2 separate regions of the Mus musculus genome follow, and region 1 is linked to region 2. A link is a contact called in public Hi-C data. All regions are on one chromosome and are shown on one strand. Each heading gives the region's core, a stretch centred on a gene start, on an enhancer-like site or on the middle of the called end of the contact. The rest is flanking DNA. Distances are from core to core; before and after follow the strand shown.

Region 1 (4,023 bases), core at 138-2,637, 97 kb before region 2:
CTTACTTCAAGTTCAGTCATCACACTGTCAGCCATTCTGCCTCGGCTGCTCACTCTTTCTGCCTCAGCTCAACTACTACTTTCTCTAGAAGACTTTTCCAGAAAGTCCTTAGATTATGTCAGACCTCACGATGTTATACCTTCAAAGCATTCTTGACTCGGACCTCAATACCCTCGTTAGATGTTATGTGTGTTGTGGGTTTATGTCAATTTTTCTATTGTAAGCGCCAAGAGTGGGAACAATGCCAGTGTTCTTACGAATGGGTCCACTACTCCTCATCAAGGGTCATAGGCATGCCAAATGCTTGAGGTTTAAGGGAACAAATGAATGAATGAGTGAATGAATGAATGAATGAATGAATGCTGTCAAGAGGTAGGCCTTACGGAGTTCTAAGCCAATTCAGAGTGTGGTTATCTGTTTTTATTCTGTGGAGCTCTGGCATATGTCTGCCTCTTGCAGTTTAAGCATCATAGACATGGATGACGTGGAAGCGGGTTGTCTTGTCTGGCACCACATGCATCCTGAAGTCATCCTGAACCTTTTGCTCAGTGTTTCTCCTCTGCAACTGATACAGAATTGAAAAAATAGGGGATGGCCAAGCTGATCAGGTAGGAGTCTCCATGGAGACAGGACAGCAGCTTCTGTATGTTCTGGCTTACATGGGGTGGCCTTTCATGACCTTACCTTGGGCTGTATTTCAGGGTAGTGCCATAGCAGTGCCTCCCACAAATGAATGTGCTGGTGGTTATGGGACACCCTCTTAGGTCTGGCCATGGAGTTTCTGTTGGTCGAGGCATTTTGTAAGCGCCATTAACCTCATCGTGTCCAGTCATTGCAAAATTAGTGAAGACATGGAACGTACAATGGAAAGATGTATCCTTAAATGACCCGGTCCCAGATGTGTGTATATCTTCTGTGGACCTATGAAGTTTGCACAACGACTGAGTGCCTGTAACTTTCAATTCCAGACAGATGTGGTTTTGTCAACCAGGAAAAAGAAAAAAAAAACTATTATCCACACAAAGTTTATATATATATATATATACATATATATATATACATATATATATATATATATATATATATATATATATATATATATATATATATATATGTTCTCTAGTCACACGTCTCATCAGCAAGCCAGGGCACATAATTAATTGACCAGGAGGCACACTGGGATTAATTAGCAGTTGCATAGGAAGAGTTTAGCTCAGCCTTCCAGGGCAGAGGATGGTGTTCTAGAATGACCAGTTCCTGGATTCCCAATTCAGCCCCTATCATGGGGGGAATCTCACTGTTCACTGACAATAGGACTGGGGGCTCTTGCCACCAATGTGGGCCAGCACGTGCACACCTGGCTCATGCCAGCAGAGGGCAGCAGTACGCTGTGCGTGTTCAATTTGCATTCCAAATTAGCAGATCCCGGTGGGACCTACAAAGAAAGGAAGTGGGTGCCCCAGGCCTAGGCTAATTCTCTCTGGGTGTTAACACTGGCCCGAATAATAGCAAACCCGGGCCTTTTGCAGTCCATTGAGTGTTGCTCTTCTCTTCTGCCATAGAGAAATGAACACGCCACTAGGAGCTGCTATCACAGACAGGAAGTAACTTTAATTAAATATCGTGAACGTTGAAAAGTTTTTTACAGTTTGAATTTTTGAAAAAAAAAAAGGAGAAGAAAAGAAAAGAAAGAAAGAAATAAAAAAGAATGAAATATAACAATCTCTACAGTAGTTGAGTGCTCTAACAATTGGATTGTACAGTGTGTGTCTATTGAAAACGTTTGAAAAGAAGGTGAAAGATTTGCAGAATGAGTTCATGGAGCTGCATCCTACATTGTGAGGCCGGGCATGGCGTGGACATATCCAGTCATCCAGAGGCAGGGCTCTTCCCCCAAAACGGAAATCTGAATTGAATTCTCTACTCCATCTTCTTTTTAAAAGCCATATTCTGTATTTAGGGGGCTATATCTTAAAGGGACTTAAAAACAAGATTTTGTGTAGAAGAAAGTGGTTCCTAAAACCAAACTACTTCTCCATCGGCTAATCAAACAGAAGTAACAAAACACAATTGATACACATTTTCTTTTTAAAGGCTCTTTGGGCTTTCCAGTAAAGTTCTCATCACGTCACAGCACGTGGCTAACAGATTGGTGGCGTCTTTTGTCAGGGTCTGAGCCGGACACCTCACCGGCTTGCTGCTCGTTCCTTTGCAGACAGTTGTCTGGCTCACCAGACAAAATATGGCTTTAGACGTTAGACATCTTGAGGCCAGCGCTTACCACACGAATTCAGACAACCTTTCTGAGTACGGAGAAGCAATGCTAAACCTTGCTTATATTTTTTTCCAGTTTCTTTTTATTTTTATTATTATTATTATTATCATCAGTTGTCATTATTATTATTTCTCACCATGAAAAATCAGCTTTCCTCCCTCCCCTCCCCTACCAACCCCCCCAACTTCCCTCCCCTCCCCTCCCCAACCCATAAAAATCCGCACTCTGACAGTCTAGTGAAAACCGTTGAAATCCATCCGGGCATGCACAGTCGCAGCTTTGTTAATGTTCTCTTGCTCTACTAGAAAAAGTAACATTGTCTTAAAGTAACAAAACAGTTCTTTTGTGCTTTTCGATTTCTCTCTTTTTTTTTCTTCTTTTTCTTTTTTTTTTTTCTTAGAATGTTAGTGATGGCTGACAGTTGGGGGGGGTGCACAGTACAATGTACAGGTGAAATGGATATGATTTGCATTGTTAAGGCATCCAATCTGCTGGTTTATATTTATGTGAAAGACAGAGAATATACAAGCAGACTTAAGAAAGAAAGTATGTTCATTGATCTCTATGAAGTTTCTCCCCCAAATTTAATGCACAAAATGCGTCACTCCAAAGGGAGAGATTCCATGCATATTACTAGAGTAAAACAGCGTTTTTGTATGCTTCCAAAGCAAAGGGTACATTATTTTTAAATCTACAGAACTAAATACTACAAGAATAATATGCTACTATTTTTTTGCCATATATTGGAAAAAACTTCTTAACTTACAAATAATACAAAAATAGACAATGGCTTTTGGGTGGAAATAAAAAAATGAAGCATGGTTTAAAACAATACTAAAAATACCTATAAATGAATTGTTTAAAAATCACATTGAAACAGCTAATACAACTATAAGTGACCAAACTATACTTGCGCACTGTTCACAAAGCAAACACACACACAAAATAAACTAGGGGTGGGGGATGGGAGGAAGGAGAGAAAAGCAATGTACAAATTCCAAAGATAAATACATTATTTATATGGATATTTTACAAAATCCCCATTAAAACAAACAAACAGAAAGCCTTTGAATTAACTTTGCAAGTATGTGCAAGCTAAAGGTAGTGCGCTTTTTATTTCTTTGCAAAATATGCAGTATAATTCTTTGCGTGTGTGAGATCGAAAATCTTAAGACATTAAAATGTATAAATAAAACAACTTTGGCAAAAAAAAAATCACAAAAGAAATCTACAGTATTTATAACTACATACAGAAACAGAAGGGCAGAGGTCAGCAGGAACACGCCCCCTCAGAGCCTTGCTGGCTGAATCTTTGCTATGGATTCTTTAAGAACACTTCCCAGTTGAAAGCAAAATTTCCCATAGAAAGCTGAGTTTGAAGCCTCAACCTTCCCTTCCTCTCTCCCAGTTTCCTTTCACACTGAACTCCAAAGCACTTTACCTGTTGACTGAATATAGAACTTTCCAACCTTGCGGAGTCTTGCGGATACAGACCCCTGTGTGATTTGGGACCTTGCGGAGTCTTGCGGGTATAGACCCGTGTGATTTGGGAGCCCGGAACAGCACACCTACTTGCCTTTGTGGGTTTGCTTTATTTGGGTTTTTGAGCCCAGATCTAGAGTTAATATCTAGGATTCCAGCTTGAGTAAGCTTGGATCTCTTGACGGTGGAGTGCGAGCGAGATTTTGGCTTGGTAAACTGGAGGGCATATATGGAATTCTGTGCCTGGACCCTGTCCTGTGAAGTCT
Region 2 (3,657 bases), core at 865-3,364:
GTTGGCTTCTCCATTCTGAGCCGAGGGTATCACCAATCTTTAAGTAGAGCTGTCCTACAAAATCACATGGCGTCTAACACCAAGTGCACACTGACTAAAACCAGATGCAGCGTATGAGAGAAAGTCTGTTCAAAGCCTTGTAGCATTAAAGAACTATGGCCCAGAGCATTCCAGGTCTAATCTGGATAATACTCTGCAAATATTTCAGGCGATTTTTCTCACGTCTCTCCATCCCTCATCACTCTCACCATTGAATTTCCTAACTTGACTTCATTATCATAAAATCAAAATGCATGTCACCCATAGATAATATCTCTCCTGTAAGGTGATCACTAAGGAGAATGGCTCTGTAGTTACAGAAGCTTGAGACCTGTTGACATACTAAGGACTCCGGGTTTGATGGGGTCTCAACAGTTATCCACGGATAAGTTGAATGCTTCACTTAATATTGACTAATGTTAATGGGGTCAAAAGAGTTTCATTCTCTCATCTGGCATGGGGCATCTATTAATATCTGTAGAAGCTGGCATTCCAGGTAGCTACCTGGAAGATTTTGGAAGATACCTTGGTATATACTTCTTGTTTGGTGCAAATACTAGAGACTGAGGAGAGAGAGAGAGAGAGAGAGAGAGAGAGAGAGAGAGAGAGAGAGAGAGAGAAGGAACTAACTGGATATGCATCAATAGGAAGATTCAATGTTGGAGCTAATTAAACTGTTTCTATGATGTTCTAAGAATTAGTTTGCAAATGGGCATGGCGTATGTGTACTGCTGGGTGTGGTTGGAAGGGAAGAAAAGAAAAGAAGAGAAGAGGAGAGGAGAGGAGAGGAGAGGAGAGGAGAGGAGAGGAGAGGAGAGAAGAGAAGAGAAGAGAAGAGAAGAGAAGAGAAGAGAAGAGAAGAGAAGAGAAGAGAAGAGAAGAGAAGAGAAGAGAAGAGAAGAGAAGAGAAGAGAAGAGAAAAGTTTCTCCTGCCTGTGACTCTGTCCACTTTTGGCTCTAGTGGCGTTGTTCTGGGGAGAATGCTCAAGAGAAAAGGAATCGTGCTACAACTGGCTTTTAAAAAGATGCAGTGTAGAATCTTCCTTTCCCAATGGGGAAACTGAAGCCCAGTCACCAACACTGAATAAATCCCTGTTTTCTAAGCAATAAGACAAGAGTTACTGCCCAGTTTTGACTCTTTTTGCCCAAGATTAACCCCTATAAATCTACACTATTGCTTGGAATATAGTATGCCCCACCCCAACTCCCAACCCCCACCCTCACCACTGCCCACCAATCCTAAGGTTACACTCAAAACAAAACAAACAAACAAAATAGGCCAATTAAGTACCTTAGAGTGCCTCCTCCTTGTTATTTCTGTGATTGAATAAAAGGATCGTGACAGCCTAAAATATCCACCACAGAACCATCCAAATATAACTGGGACTTGATTAGTTTTCGAACCATCTCCTTCTTATGCCTCTGTCCCCTCTGTCTTCTAGAACCTTGCCATGAATTGTAAGCCACAAATTTAATACTAGATTATATAAATGTTATGCAACTCTCTAATTTGTTTCATGGGAGCAAGTTGTCTTTCCAAGTAAAACACCAGATCCCACAAAGCCTGACTTTAATTGCCTGTGGTACCTCTCCCAGTGTTAAGACAACCGGCAGGCAAGCCAACTGCTACTCATTGTTTCAGAATTGAAGGAATTCAGAAGAGATACTGAAAAGATGGTGATCTGTAGAGAACAGTAGCACAGGCCCCTCCCTGCTCCACAGCCCTGTGAGTGGTAAAGTAAAAGCATCAAGCCCATTTCTGGTCAAGTTAAAAAAAAAGACTCACCCCCATATTCAACATTAGCTCTCATCAACCCTGGTGGTTTTCCTCAATTTAGACATAAAACACTACAATGCATTTTCTTCTAAGTAATTGGGAGTAGGGAAGAAGATCTTAAGAATACCAGTAAAATAATCGCGTGAAAGGGAGGACAGGGAAAAGGGCAAGAAACAATAAAAAAGAAAAGAACAAAAGGATGGAAAATGTAATCAGGAGAGTCCTGTGTGGCACACGGGAGGCACCCACAGAGTGCCACCTCTCTCTCTCTCTCTCTCTCTCTCTCTCCCAACCCTCAAGGGACAGCAGGGAGCCAAGCTAAACTACTCATTTGCAAAAGATGATGTGGTTGGGGGGGAGAGTACTGTGAGGGTAAATTACTCTGGTCCTATTTTCTCTGCCTCTTTCTTTCTTTCCTTCCTTCTTTTTTTTTAAATTCTTCAGCTAAAAAAAGACTGTGCATAATAGCATCAACTGCTAATCTACATCACTATCTGCTTGTCCTGGCTCACCTGCCTCGGTTCTCCATCCAGGCTATTGAGCCAGGGAAATGGAGAAAAAGATTTTTTAAAAAATCTACTTCAGATGATATGAACTGGATTTTACGGATAGCATGCCCATCAATCATATGGTTAGGAATTAAGACATTGGATAAGCAGGGACCCATTTCAAGGGAAGAAGCCAAAGCTGGTTAGTTGTCTTACTCCTTGGCTACAGCATGGGTCTTTGCTTTGAAAAGGATAAATTCTCCATAGAAGTTAATGACTCCAAACAGAGCACACACATCTAGAAAGCAAAGAATCTCCCTCTTACATCTTTGAGTGTACATGTCACTTCTATAAGACTGGCAAAGGTTACAGTACTGATAGGGACACCCTCAACACAAAGCAGTGCTGGCAAGGGGTGGGGGGGACACAACTCTTGGAAGATAAGATCTTCAGATGAGGACCATGGTCCAGGTTAAAGCAAAAATCGTTGTGAGGTTGACCTCCACAAGTAAACCTGAGAGTTTCTGTGTGAACCTGAGAATTCCCTTCCTTAGCACTGAAAAACTTAGTAGCAGGCCAACTTACTAGCTGTTCCCTAAGCTCCAGCTCCTGTCCCTGAAAGAGAACAGCCATCCCCAGGCTTGCATGACAGCCATCACAAACACCTGACATGCTGCCTGGCTGGAAGTAGGGGCTCAAAGAATGCCAGCTACTTAAAGTGCATTTTCCTAGAGCTCTTTTCATAGATCTTACACTATTGAGCTCTGATCCTATCCAAACCAAGCCCTGACAAAATGGCTTTGAACTTGACTGATGAGTTATTTTGCCCCATCAAAACCAAAAGATGGCCACATGATTTCATGTTTGCTTCATTATCTTTTGTTTAAATTTTATGATTATCTGTCATCATCACCTCTACCCTGGCTCTCACTACGACTCTCTGCTTTGGCTTATTCTGTACCTTTTCCCCTTGCATGTCCACTCTCTTTGATTGTTCCCTCACCTAGATTGCATTTGTTCTTGGTAACAGAACATCTACTCCTTAAAGATTACACTGTATGGATCAGATCTGATGCCTTGCACTATCTGGCTATGTGAACTTGTTAATTCTACAAGGATATCTGCTAAGTTCTCCTAGAGAGTGCAATATGAGTTTTTACCAAGACAGAACTCCTAACTTAAGACATAGCTCCCAAGGATACTTCAAAGGAGAAGAGCAAAGAACCAGCAGATGCCCTGATGCTGTCTTCCTGTAGGCCACCTTGCCTGAGCAATGTGAAGCAGGACTCAGGTACCCACTTGGCAGTGGCAGTAGGGATCAAGGGAGGGAAGAGAATAGATGCTCTGCTTCTG

What was found. Hi-C and Micro-C count contacts between places; a contact is called where the count stands out from the background.
Region 1: a Hi-C map of the C2C12 cell line shows a contact between it and region 2, with 3 times the contacts expected there. The contact joins two enhancer-like sites. A contact is called at or near these places in 2 of 39 promoter capture datasets (the 3T3-L1 cell line and the C10 cell line), 2 of 15 datasets of contacts at CTCF or cohesin (large pre-B cells and pro-B cells), 15 of 484 Hi-C or Micro-C datasets (the C10 cell line, the C2C12 cell line, DN3 thymocytes and 7 more), 1 of 115 datasets of contacts at active chromatin or transcription factors (heart atrium) and 3 of 9 other capture datasets (adipose tissue, liver and pancreatic islet).

Annotation. Positions count from the first base shown.
Region 1 is chr11:45,005,660-45,009,682 of GRCm38.p6, reverse strand. It overlaps Ebf1 (early B cell factor 1), which reads right to left. Exons shown (of 16, transcript NM_007897.3): 16 at 1,587-4,023. Among named protein-coding and RNA genes, the nearest start is that of Gm51859, 81 kb to the left of the region's middle. Within about 2 kb of position 1,387, at least 28 of the 459 cell types and tissues checked have an H3K27ac peak or open chromatin away from gene starts, as enhancers often do. A contact at or near this core is called in the C2C12 cell line, adipose tissue and pre-B cells, where this site is marked.
Region 2 is chr11:44,909,953-44,913,609 of GRCm38.p6, reverse strand. All of the region lies in intron 9 of Ebf1 (early B cell factor 1), which reads right to left. Among named protein-coding and RNA genes, the nearest start is that of Gm51859, 180 kb to the left of the region's middle. Within about 2 kb of position 2,114, at least 11 of the 459 cell types and tissues checked have an H3K27ac peak or open chromatin away from gene starts, as enhancers often do. A contact at or near this core is called in the C2C12 cell line, adipose tissue and pre-B cells, where this site is marked.